2 separate regions of the Gossypium arboreum genome follow, and region 1 is linked to region 2. Evidence: chromatin contacts called from public Hi-C data. All regions are on one chromosome and are shown on one strand. The core of a region is the stretch at or near the end of the contact, and the rest is flanking DNA. Distances in the headings are between cores, read along the strand shown.

Region 1 (5,156 bases), core at 32-2,531, 230 kb before region 2:
ATCTAAACGAACCAAGTCATATTAGATTCGACATGTAGCCAATTTACAATGGCAAAGCATCACATTGCCTCTCTACTAACACACTCAGAAACCAAACACCTAATCTGAATCTGATTCAGATTTATGATCATCCGCATTTGCTTTCTCTTTTCCTTCAGCTTCCTTAACAGCCTTCCCAAAGGCATCAACGGGAATCGATGGTAAATACCCAACCACAGGATAACCTTTTCCGCTCTTCTCCTTTAACCAACTGTTGTATTTCTCACACAAATTAGCTGCTTTGGGAACAACCTTTTCTGTCACTGAGTTGAAAGTCAAGTTGCTGTTCAGTTTAACCCACAACTTGGTCGAGCTTACCAACACCAAGTTCTTGTACTCAGCTGCAGCGTAGTGCAAAGCCCCTCGTGCTCCATTGGTTCGAGCCTCCTCTACTAGTTTCTGAGCCTTTTGGGTTGCCTTTTGGACCAAATCGTGGGCCAGGTTAACCACTTGCTTGGCTGGTGCTGGAGCATGCTCGTCAAATTTGTGTGAAACCTCATCTACCTACGGTTATTTTAATCAAATACGATAATAAAGTTAGGAATAAATTGGTTCACGCTAAACTGAACTTTCCCCATTTTTAAAATATTAGATTTAATCCTTACTCTTCCGATGAATTTCAAAATACTAAAATTACTTGCTAAACTTAAAGACGAGAAAGAACTAATCAACAGAAACTTCTGATCAAAAGTTCCAAACAGTGATTTTTTCTTAATGGGCGAATACCTTGTTATCAAGAAATCCAAGAAAATGATCAGGAACATCCTTAAATTTCCCGTAGGCGGGACCGACGGCAGTGGTAACGGCATGCTCGACGGCGTCAACGGTGGATCTCAACGGCCCCGAGTTCTGTTTAGAGTAATCGTAAAGGTTCGAGACGCAAACCAAGGCGTGGATTGTAGCCACCCTGACGAAGTTTAGGTGCTTGAGGCCTAAATTCTTGTTCTCAAACTCTAACCCCTAACATTTTAAATCAAATCACAAACAAAAAAGCTCTAAGCTTAAATTTTAAAATAAGGGAGAAAGGAGGAGAAGAAGAAAGAAGAGATCAAAATACCTTCTCCATGGTTGCCATCTGTTTGATGCAAGTATCCTTTGCTTCACTTTTTTGAGAGAAAATAAACGATCGTAATCTACGGTGTAAAACAAGTGCAATTTTATTTATTTTATAGATGAATTCATATGGGATGTTAGATGAGATCCAACGGTTTATATCGGATCTAAGGATATCACAATGCCAGAGCGGGCGGTTTTCCAATTTCATCTTTCTTTACTTTTCTGGGTGCAAATAGAGGATTCTAGAAGGACACGTGGAAGGATCTTACTTGGTGGAGATGCAATAATATCTAAGGGAACCATTTTCTTATTCTTGGGCGGTCTGTTGTGAGGTCCACCCATTCCCACACCAATTTTTATTCTATCTAATTGCGCTGAATATTATTAAATTATTTGTAAATTATATTTTAATTATTTAATTTTAAAAATTTTAAAATAATTTAAAAATTTTATTTAAACTATTGAATGATTAAAATTATTATTGTATAACTTTTTTCGTTTGTATTACTTGCACAAATTAAAAGATTTTCTTACTCTTTTTTTTACAGTTTAATTTTTTTAAAAAATAATGTTGAATGTTATAAATTTCAAACTAACATTCAAAAATATTGTCCTTTAATTTTGATATTAATTATCAAATTAACTTAAATATAAGATATGTTATTATACTTATTAATAAATATTAATCTACTTTATTGATCATTGAAGTGTCACTTAAAATTCACTAATTAAACTTTTAAAAAAATTTAATAACACAATAACTTTAAATAATTCAACGGCTTTTGTGTCTCATTTTACTTTTGGAACTCATAATTGTGATAGGAGGGAAGCAAGTGTTGAGTCGTTAAGATTTAATTATTAGATTTTTTTTACAAAAATATTATAATTTTATAAGTTGTATTAGGTTGTGTTTTCTATATTTTATATAAAATTGAACATATTAATATATATAGGAGAAGAATCAGAGTTGTTTAGTGTTTTGGATTGGGATGTGAACTACAGATTTAATATCAATATATTCTTTTATTATTATATTAGTGGTTAATCCACGATATATTAATAATCAGGGTGTGCTATTACATGAAAAATTACTTAAAATATAATTTCTCAAAAATGAACTTATAAATTTTTTTTTATGTTCGGGTGATTTTGCTTTAACAAAATTTTTACAAAATCTAAGCTTTGAACATCAAAGAATACTCGTTCAAAAAATTCTTTCTAACATAATTTTATTTATTTTTGAATTAAATAATAATTATTTATGGTTAAATACAAATTAATTTACATAAACAACCATATGTATATATTTTAGTTAAAACATGCTCCAAATTATTGAGCAATGACCAAACACAAACACAAATTTCATTTTCCAAACAATCATAAAATTATTAATAAGTAGAAGGTAAAACATTTCCAAAATGTGAGGCATTTTATTACATGCAGAAGTAAAAAAATTGAGATACACTCTGCTATATCATCTGAGTAGCTCATGTTGAGTGACAAAATAAAATAGAACAAGACTGAAAAATTGCAAACTCTGTACTAAACACTACAACCACTTACACAACACATATAACTCATGGAAACATATAACTAACAGCGGGATTAGTACAAAGAGACAGGCAAAAACTGGCATTTTAAGTGCATTTTTAACAGCTTTAATGGCATTCCAATCACCTTGGAACTTCTTCCCATCCTTTGTTCCACCATGGATAGCTAAAAGAGAGCAACCAACAATACATCCACTAGCATATTTGATTGTATCATGTGAATATGGGAACACTCTGATTTTGCAAGAAACCGACACGTTGAGATTCAAAGCCAACTTTTCCACTAAAAGATTTCACAAGAGGAAGGTTGTCCATCAAGAAAGCTCCATAATTTCTTTGTCTACCAATTGGCTAACGACACCTACATGTAAACCAGGCAACCATTTATGGTAGAAGCTAACAATTTTCAACCAGGATCCTATTTCATAACCACTCTTGTAATTTGCTCTTCACTTCCTCAAATGGCTAAAGTTAATATCATATAAATTTCAGCATCAATACCTACCAAGGGTACTATCATGTACTTGTTTTCCATGAAAGTAAAGTTTATAATTATACCCCAAATTAATATTAATATAATCGTAATAAGATTTAACTCTTCTTGCAGCATCAAGAAAAACATCAAGGACATTATCACAAAATTGAACAAACAATGTGTGGTCTCAATGTCTGCATATTCAAACAAAGCAATGACCGAACACCAATTGAAATTGTTGGAGCAAGCAGACATGAATAACAAAACACTGAAATAGACTAATGAACAAAGAAACACGTTGACGCAACCGAGAGGATTAATGAAGACATGCGCTCCACCATGGCTTCGCTTGAAAAGGTAGTTTTGGATTCACAAGCCACGTGTGCTGCCCTCATTATTGAATTATCTAATTCACAGTTTTCTGTGGAGAATCTTACAACCGTCTTAGAACTGAGATAAAAACTAGCATACTAGAGTTGTAGGTGCAAAACACAATAGAGGAAAACAAAAATCAACGTCTTAACACTAATCACTACGAAAATTGAAGATGCAACTTGTAGAGGGTTAATGGGATGTATCAGAAAAAAAATGGAGAGAAAAATTACAACAGATCCGATAACATTGAGCAAAGTGGTAAGTGATGGTTGCTAAGATGAAAAACGGAAAATGTGAATGACAAGTAGAGAAGAAAGAGTTTTGAGAGTCATAATTCCAAAAGACTAATACTCCTTTTACTAGTTGTGAATCCTATTTATAGATTTTAGGAAACGCAAATTACAGATCTAGGTAATTAATATGAGGAATGTAATTAATTTTCAGTTACAACGACATTAATTATTAAGAGTATGGTGAAAGGTTTTGTTGGCAATGGTGATGATGAATATAGAAGGGAAAAACACTCAATGTTACAGAAAAAAGGTTAAAAGGGGAAAATCTTAATAATAAAGACAACCCAACAACTTTGTCGTATTCTGGGGTTACTTCTACTCCTTCTACTTTGGTGAAACGGTATCATGTGAAACATGTTTCGCAAAACATCTTTTGAAACATAAGACAATAGTTGTTTTTGAATGGGAGTTATTCTTGAATAATAGTTATTTTGACTTGTTCCAAACGTGAGTTGTTCTCAATGTAGAGGTTGATCTGAATAAGAGTTGCTCTGTGATGATCATTTTCTTGGTAAAGCTTGTTCTAAATAACCGTAAAGCCGAAAGACATTCGTGCCTACGATTTGCATCAAAACAATGTTCGTTTTAAGGTTTATTAAGGAAATCAGAAGATTTGCTAGTGTGCTATGAAAAAGAGTAAAATAAGGTGCGAGCCCTAAACTCAAAAACTTAATTAAAAATATTAATTTTTGTGATATATTTTATGATTTAGTTTGCTGATTGGATTGAATTAATAGCCAAATAATTAATTTGTAAATGGCCGAGCCAGGTATGTTTCGAGCCCTAAAAGATTAATGTGTTAGCAAAGTTGCTAGTTTGACAGTGTGATTATATGATTGATATTGTGATGCATGATTGTGTTATTTGGTATGAAATTGGTTAAATATAGCATGATTTACTGAAATATGAGTTTATGCATGATATAATTGTAAGGAAAATTTGCTATGTTATATTGAAAAGGTTGCTATACATGCAAATTTGTAAAAGTACTTGCAATTGTATAATGTTGAATGATACTGTAACACCCCTTACCCGTACCCGAGGCTGGGATAAGGTACGAGGCGTTACCGGACAAACATACAAACATTAAACTAAAATACGGGCCATAAAATTTCATTCATATTTCAAAACGTTCATTCACTTACACATAGTCCCTTATTTGAGTCTACGAAGCCCAAAACATACTTTAGAAAGGGTTCGGGACTAAATCGAGAACTTACGAAAATCTTGGAAATTTCATGCTTTAAGGCTCCACACGCCCGTGTCCCAAAGTCGTGTTCCATACATGGCTGAGACACATGGTCGTGTCTCTGCCTGTGTGGAATATACCTAGGCTATTTTCCAAGCTTTGGTCAACCTTAATCTCTT
Region 2 (5,228 bases), core at 2,559-5,058:
CTTTGGAGATTTCTGAGCAATCAGGACCTGGCCATCCGTTTCTTCTTTAACCGTAAACTCATACTCAGATTTCTGGCATTGTCTTTCATCATGTCAAGGAGAATGATCTAAAGCAGGTGATGAGGATAAAAATTTTAAATTAAAAAGAAAATAACCTTCTGCTTGTTTATGGTGTAACTGTCTTTTCCACTTCTTGATAAAACACCTTCCTTTACAAGTTTGTCCATTATTTCTGATATCAATCAAAAGGTTTTAAAAGTAGTAACAGGTAAAAGTAGAGAATTTATTATTATAGCAGTTGAAATCCGGCACTATAGAGTACTCCCTTCCTGTTTAAACTTTAATTTCGACCCAATCTTTTATTACCTTCTGTCAAAACCTGTACTCGCGCAAAATAGTAAGATTTAGAATCTGAATATTATGGCAAACAAGAGGAATATAAAAAGCAAAAGCAAACTACTCTGTACTAATTTCTGGCTCTATTGGTCAAAAATAAGATGGGAAATTAAGATAGCACGCTTACCACTGAGATATCTGGGAAATGTGACAGGACATCAGTAAGTTCAACAGTGTCAAGATGAAGATTATCGATCCAAATCTTCACCCTTGCCAACTGTTGTTCATCTTCCACGGGATCTTGAGTATCATCTATGCAGCAGGTAACAGATTATTAAAGAAACCTAATCTAGAAGGAAAAAAAATCTCATGGAGAAAGAGGAAAGGTGAGGGGAAATTTTTTTCTTAAAAAAAAACTTCTTTATCAACTTTAAACTCTACAATGTCTAATTCCAGATTGATAACTTGAAAATGTTACCTTCATCAACCGCACTATTGTCTTCTTCTGATCGTTCCTTATCTGGCAGAATAGCCATTGTTGTTACTGACAATCAAATTCTCCCAACAAGAACTCATAAAAAACATGGCAGGGACAAATAAGGACCATAAGGTCTAGTTGAAACAAATTATTTACCTACTGGAGCCACAATAAATTGGTCTTCTTGTGATTCACCAACCTGAAATCAGTAGAAAAAATCCAAGACCTCAACACAGCTCTAATCATTTGGATAGTGTGGTATCAGTTGGTTTCATATATTACAAGCGTGCTTTAAAGGGCAACAGTACATAAACTGAACAAAGGAGACTGTTATTGTACCTCAGTATCAGAGTCGGAAGATTCATCCCTTTGAACAGAGTCAACACCAAGGCTTACTTCTTCATCTTCAATGTCGTCATTTTCATCCCCACAAGGATCAAGTACACTTTTCACCTGTACAAAGTTACCGTTAACGAAAACTTTGATTAATATACGAACAACAAATGCGATCCCCGCAAGCCTTGAAAAAGTTACCTTGAGAGCTAACACAAAGTGCTTGCTGTTGACATTTCCAACTTCCATCCTTAAAGGATTTTTGGTCCATGAATTGTGAGCTTCGTCTTCCGTACAGCCTCTAAAGAATGGAGGCTCATAGTCCATTGGCTGTACTTGATGAAATTAGCGCGTTACCATAATACCATATTTTGAAGTTAAATCTAAAAAACTTTGACAAAACAGTTACCCGAAAACTGGAAAATCAGCACATAGACAAACAAGCAACGAGTTGCTTCAGTTCAATATGCATTGCAAGCATGCGACAGCTGGCCAATTTTACGACTATTACCCGGAGAAGTGAACATATGCTCAACAACCAAATACCCAATCCACTTATATAGACAACAAGAATTCACAAATAATTTCCCATATTTTATTGAACATTTGGGAAATTTTAAACTAAATTAGCCCCAGAATTGAGGTAGATGGTAAGCAAAGTCTTCACGGGGAAAATAAGAAAGGCGTACCGTCACATCATCATAGTAGAGGAGTTTCATTAGTATAGTACGCTGAAACAGAAGATAGAATAAAGATATCACAATTAATAATACCAATACAGCTGTATGTAAAAGAAATATTTAGAAAGCTTATTTGCTAAAATTTACCTCTTCAGGCATCTTATCGAGAGTTCTCATCAATTGAACCAGAGTACGGACCATTTTACAAGCAGAACTCCTGAAATTTTACGTTGTTATGGAAGTTTTAACTTAAAATTGCATCTTTAAACAACAATTGGTAGAAAATTCAAGATTATACTGGGTTGAATGAATCGAATTTTTATCACCTCATTTGATTGGGAGTAACTTCAGTGGTGGAGTTGCAGATGAATGCTCTGCCATGCCTTTTGCTTCCAGTGCGATTAATATTCATCGAAACCTCTTGGGTATCAGAATTGGAATAGCTAAAAGAGACTGCATTGAGAAGGGATACTCAATTTATTAAATCAAGAATCGAACCACTAAACTTTGAATACGGTTAGAAAAACGGTGACTCGGAAATTTTACAGGAATATTCCTCAATCATTGCTCCATCTATTGATTCGCATATGCAGAACAATAGTGTTTTCAGGTACTTTTTCTGCAATGCATCATAGACACCTGGGAAGAAGAGATAAATGATCGAATAATTAAATTCAAGGATGCGACAACGATGAAAACAGGAAAAAGAAGTGAAGAATCAATGGAAAACAACTTGCCTTTCTCCATCCAATCAATCAGTCTACGAGACTCTGCATCCAACGGCATCAGCTTCTTGATCTTCATCTCTAATGATAATTGTTACGATTTTGAAGAAATTAGCCAAAGAGGTTTTGGAAATTTTAAAATGAAATTTGTGAAAGTCTTAGAAGATGAAGCTTACCTAAAGCAGGGACGGATTTATCGTTGAAATAATTTTCTGGAAAAAGGCCTCTGATATAGCTAATATTGAAAATAGCAATACGAAGCAAGTTCCTCGTCTGTCAGGAGAAAAATCAATACACAAAGATGAGATCAAGTTAAATATATTTATAATCAAAGCTTCAATTCCAAAAGCTTCTAGGTCTAACTATGATAATAAAAATAAGAAACTCGGATCCATTGTGCAGCAAAATTCACGAGAGAAACAGAAAAACAGAGCAATTTTCTCGCGAAGTTGCGATGAACTATAAGGAATCAGTACTGAAAAAAAATTTAACGGCAGGCATTACCAGCTATGAGAAAAATTTTCATCGAAGCGACAAAGCAAAATTAAAATGTTCAGATCTGCAGACTATTGGTACATAAAAAGCCTTTAATATCCAAGTTTCCTAGAGAAGTTAAATTTCAGCAAAAAACGAGAACAGAGATTTTGGTTTCTGCCTACGTTGCATTTATCAGATTGAGTTTATCGATGCACTCAAATTTTTGAAGATAAAAGAAGGAACTATATTACGATCAAACAGGAGAAAAACAGAGCAAAAATTTATGTAGCGACTAAGTATAGAACAGCAAACAAGCAAACTTAACGCTGTGTTGAGACATCAAATCAATGCCAGGGGAATCAAAGAAACGAGCTAGAACTGGATAGTGGAAATGTTTTACCAGAAGGAGAGAATCTTGCTCGGTGATCTCCGCTTCTTTAACCTTCTGCGCAACAACCTGACAAGATAAAGCGGTACAAGTTATAACGAGATTGGAGTAGAGAAATACAAAGAAAACGTGAAATCGTGATTATGGATAGGAAATGCTTTGATTTTAAAGCCCACCATTGTTGTAGAATTTTGATTGAGAGAGCTAAGAACTCAAATGGCAGAAAGCGAGGATAAAGAGAAATTTTCAGAGAAAACTAGAGTGTTTGGCTTGGAAATTTGAATCAAATTAGAGAGAGAGAGAGAGAAAGTAAGTAATGGCGGGAGAGAAATGAGCTTGGAGAGTTAGGGAGTCGCTATTTATAGAAGGTCGGTACATGAAATTTAAATTTTAAGCACGGCTAAATTAAAAATGCAGATGGTGTGTTTGAACTGTAAAGTGTGGTGATGAGGGATGAAATTGTTATTTTACATGAACATTAAGGGCGTTTTGGTCTTGGAATGCTGACGTGGCAGCTTCAGCTTGGCCAATACATCATCAACTAAGCACTGGTTGCCGGGACTTGGAGTCCGTTGAAGCACCGTACCCACTCTGCCAATGAGAGACAGTTACATGAAAACTAGACGTCCGCTGAGCACCGTCGCGAGCTTGCTCATGAACCTCCATTTTCCATTTTCAAATAAAATGAAGGCTTAATCCATTGTTTATCCTTTTTTTTTTTTAACAAGCGAGTAAATTCTAATTCTAATTTCTCTATTTTTAAAATTATAAAATAATTAAATTTCAATTTATGATTATATTTCACTCAAATTGAGATTTAATTTATATATTTTAATTTTAATATAATTTAGTACATCAACTTTTATAATATCATTAGTTAATTTGAATATTTTATTCTAATTAGAATGGTAATATAAATTTTAATAATTAGTAGTACCGTTAAATTTTTTATTAAATTTTAGTCAATTACAATTTTTTATTACATAAATAATAAGTGTTTTTTTGTCAAAATTATGCATAAATGTTATAAAATAATATATAAAAATAATACACATGATAAGATACAAAAGTAATGCAGGAATGTACATAAAGATGCATAAGATAATACACAAACAATGTTATAAAATAATACATAAGGATAAACACAAGGTTATGCAATGCATAAGTGTATAAATAAAATAATGTTAACCTCAAGAAATTCATAAAAATATATATAATTATCATCCTTATTATCCTAAAGAAAGAATTTATGACCATAAATTATTGTCGTATATATATCATGCATTACATAAATAAAAGTTATATATAGTACATAAATTCAATACATTAACTCTACGTTTGGTTGGGGTGAATAGAATAAGGGTATAATGGAATAGAAATGTAATGGAATAAAGTTGTAATAGAACGAATCTGTCATCATAATTTAATTATTTGGTTCAATGGAATTGAATAGAGTGTAAATAATATTTTTATATTTGGTTGGAATGGAATAGATATTGTAATAGTATAAGGAAAAATATTTAAATGACCGAAATACATTTAGTAGAATTTTTTAGGTAAATGATTATTGTTATTGTTATTAAATTTTAATAAGATTATTATTAAATATAATTTAATAAAAAGTAAACAATTTAATCATATTTTAACACAATTATTATTAAATATAATTTAATAAAATAATATATAATTTAATAATATTCTTAATATAATTATTATTAAAATATAAATTAATAAAAATCATAATAAATAATTTAATCATATTTTAACATAATTATTAATAAAATTTAATAAAATAATATATAATTTAATAG

The links. Hi-C and Micro-C count contacts between places; a contact is called where the count stands out from the background.
Region 1: a contact with region 2 is called in a Hi-C map of leaf, with 6 times the contacts expected there. The contact joins the promoter of LOC108464866 here to the promoter of LOC108464869 in region 2. A contact is called at or near these places in 3 of 5 Hi-C or Micro-C datasets (all in leaf).

The regions. Positions count from the first base shown.
Region 1 is chr3:22,192,144-22,197,299 of ASM2569848v2, reverse strand. LOC108464866 (REF/SRPP-like protein At1g67360) reads right to left here and starts at 1,281. Exons shown (of 3, transcript XM_017765142.2): 1 at 1,097-1,281; 2 at 766-999; 3 at 1-543. The coding sequence starts at 1,114. The coding sequence ends at 100.
Region 2 is chr3:21,961,790-21,967,017 of ASM2569848v2, reverse strand. It overlaps LOC108464869 (meiosis-specific protein ASY1), which reads right to left and starts at 3,808. Exons shown (of 22, transcript XM_017765146.2): 1 at 3,594-3,808; 2 at 3,430-3,486; 3 at 2,729-2,825; 4 at 2,565-2,633; 5 at 2,374-2,466; 6 at 2,154-2,280; 7 at 1,975-2,044; 8 at 1,837-1,878; 9 at 1,349-1,477; 10 at 1,154-1,267; 11 at 971-1,013; 12 at 815-856; 13 at 524-648; 14 at 367-379; 2 more. The coding sequence starts at 3,596.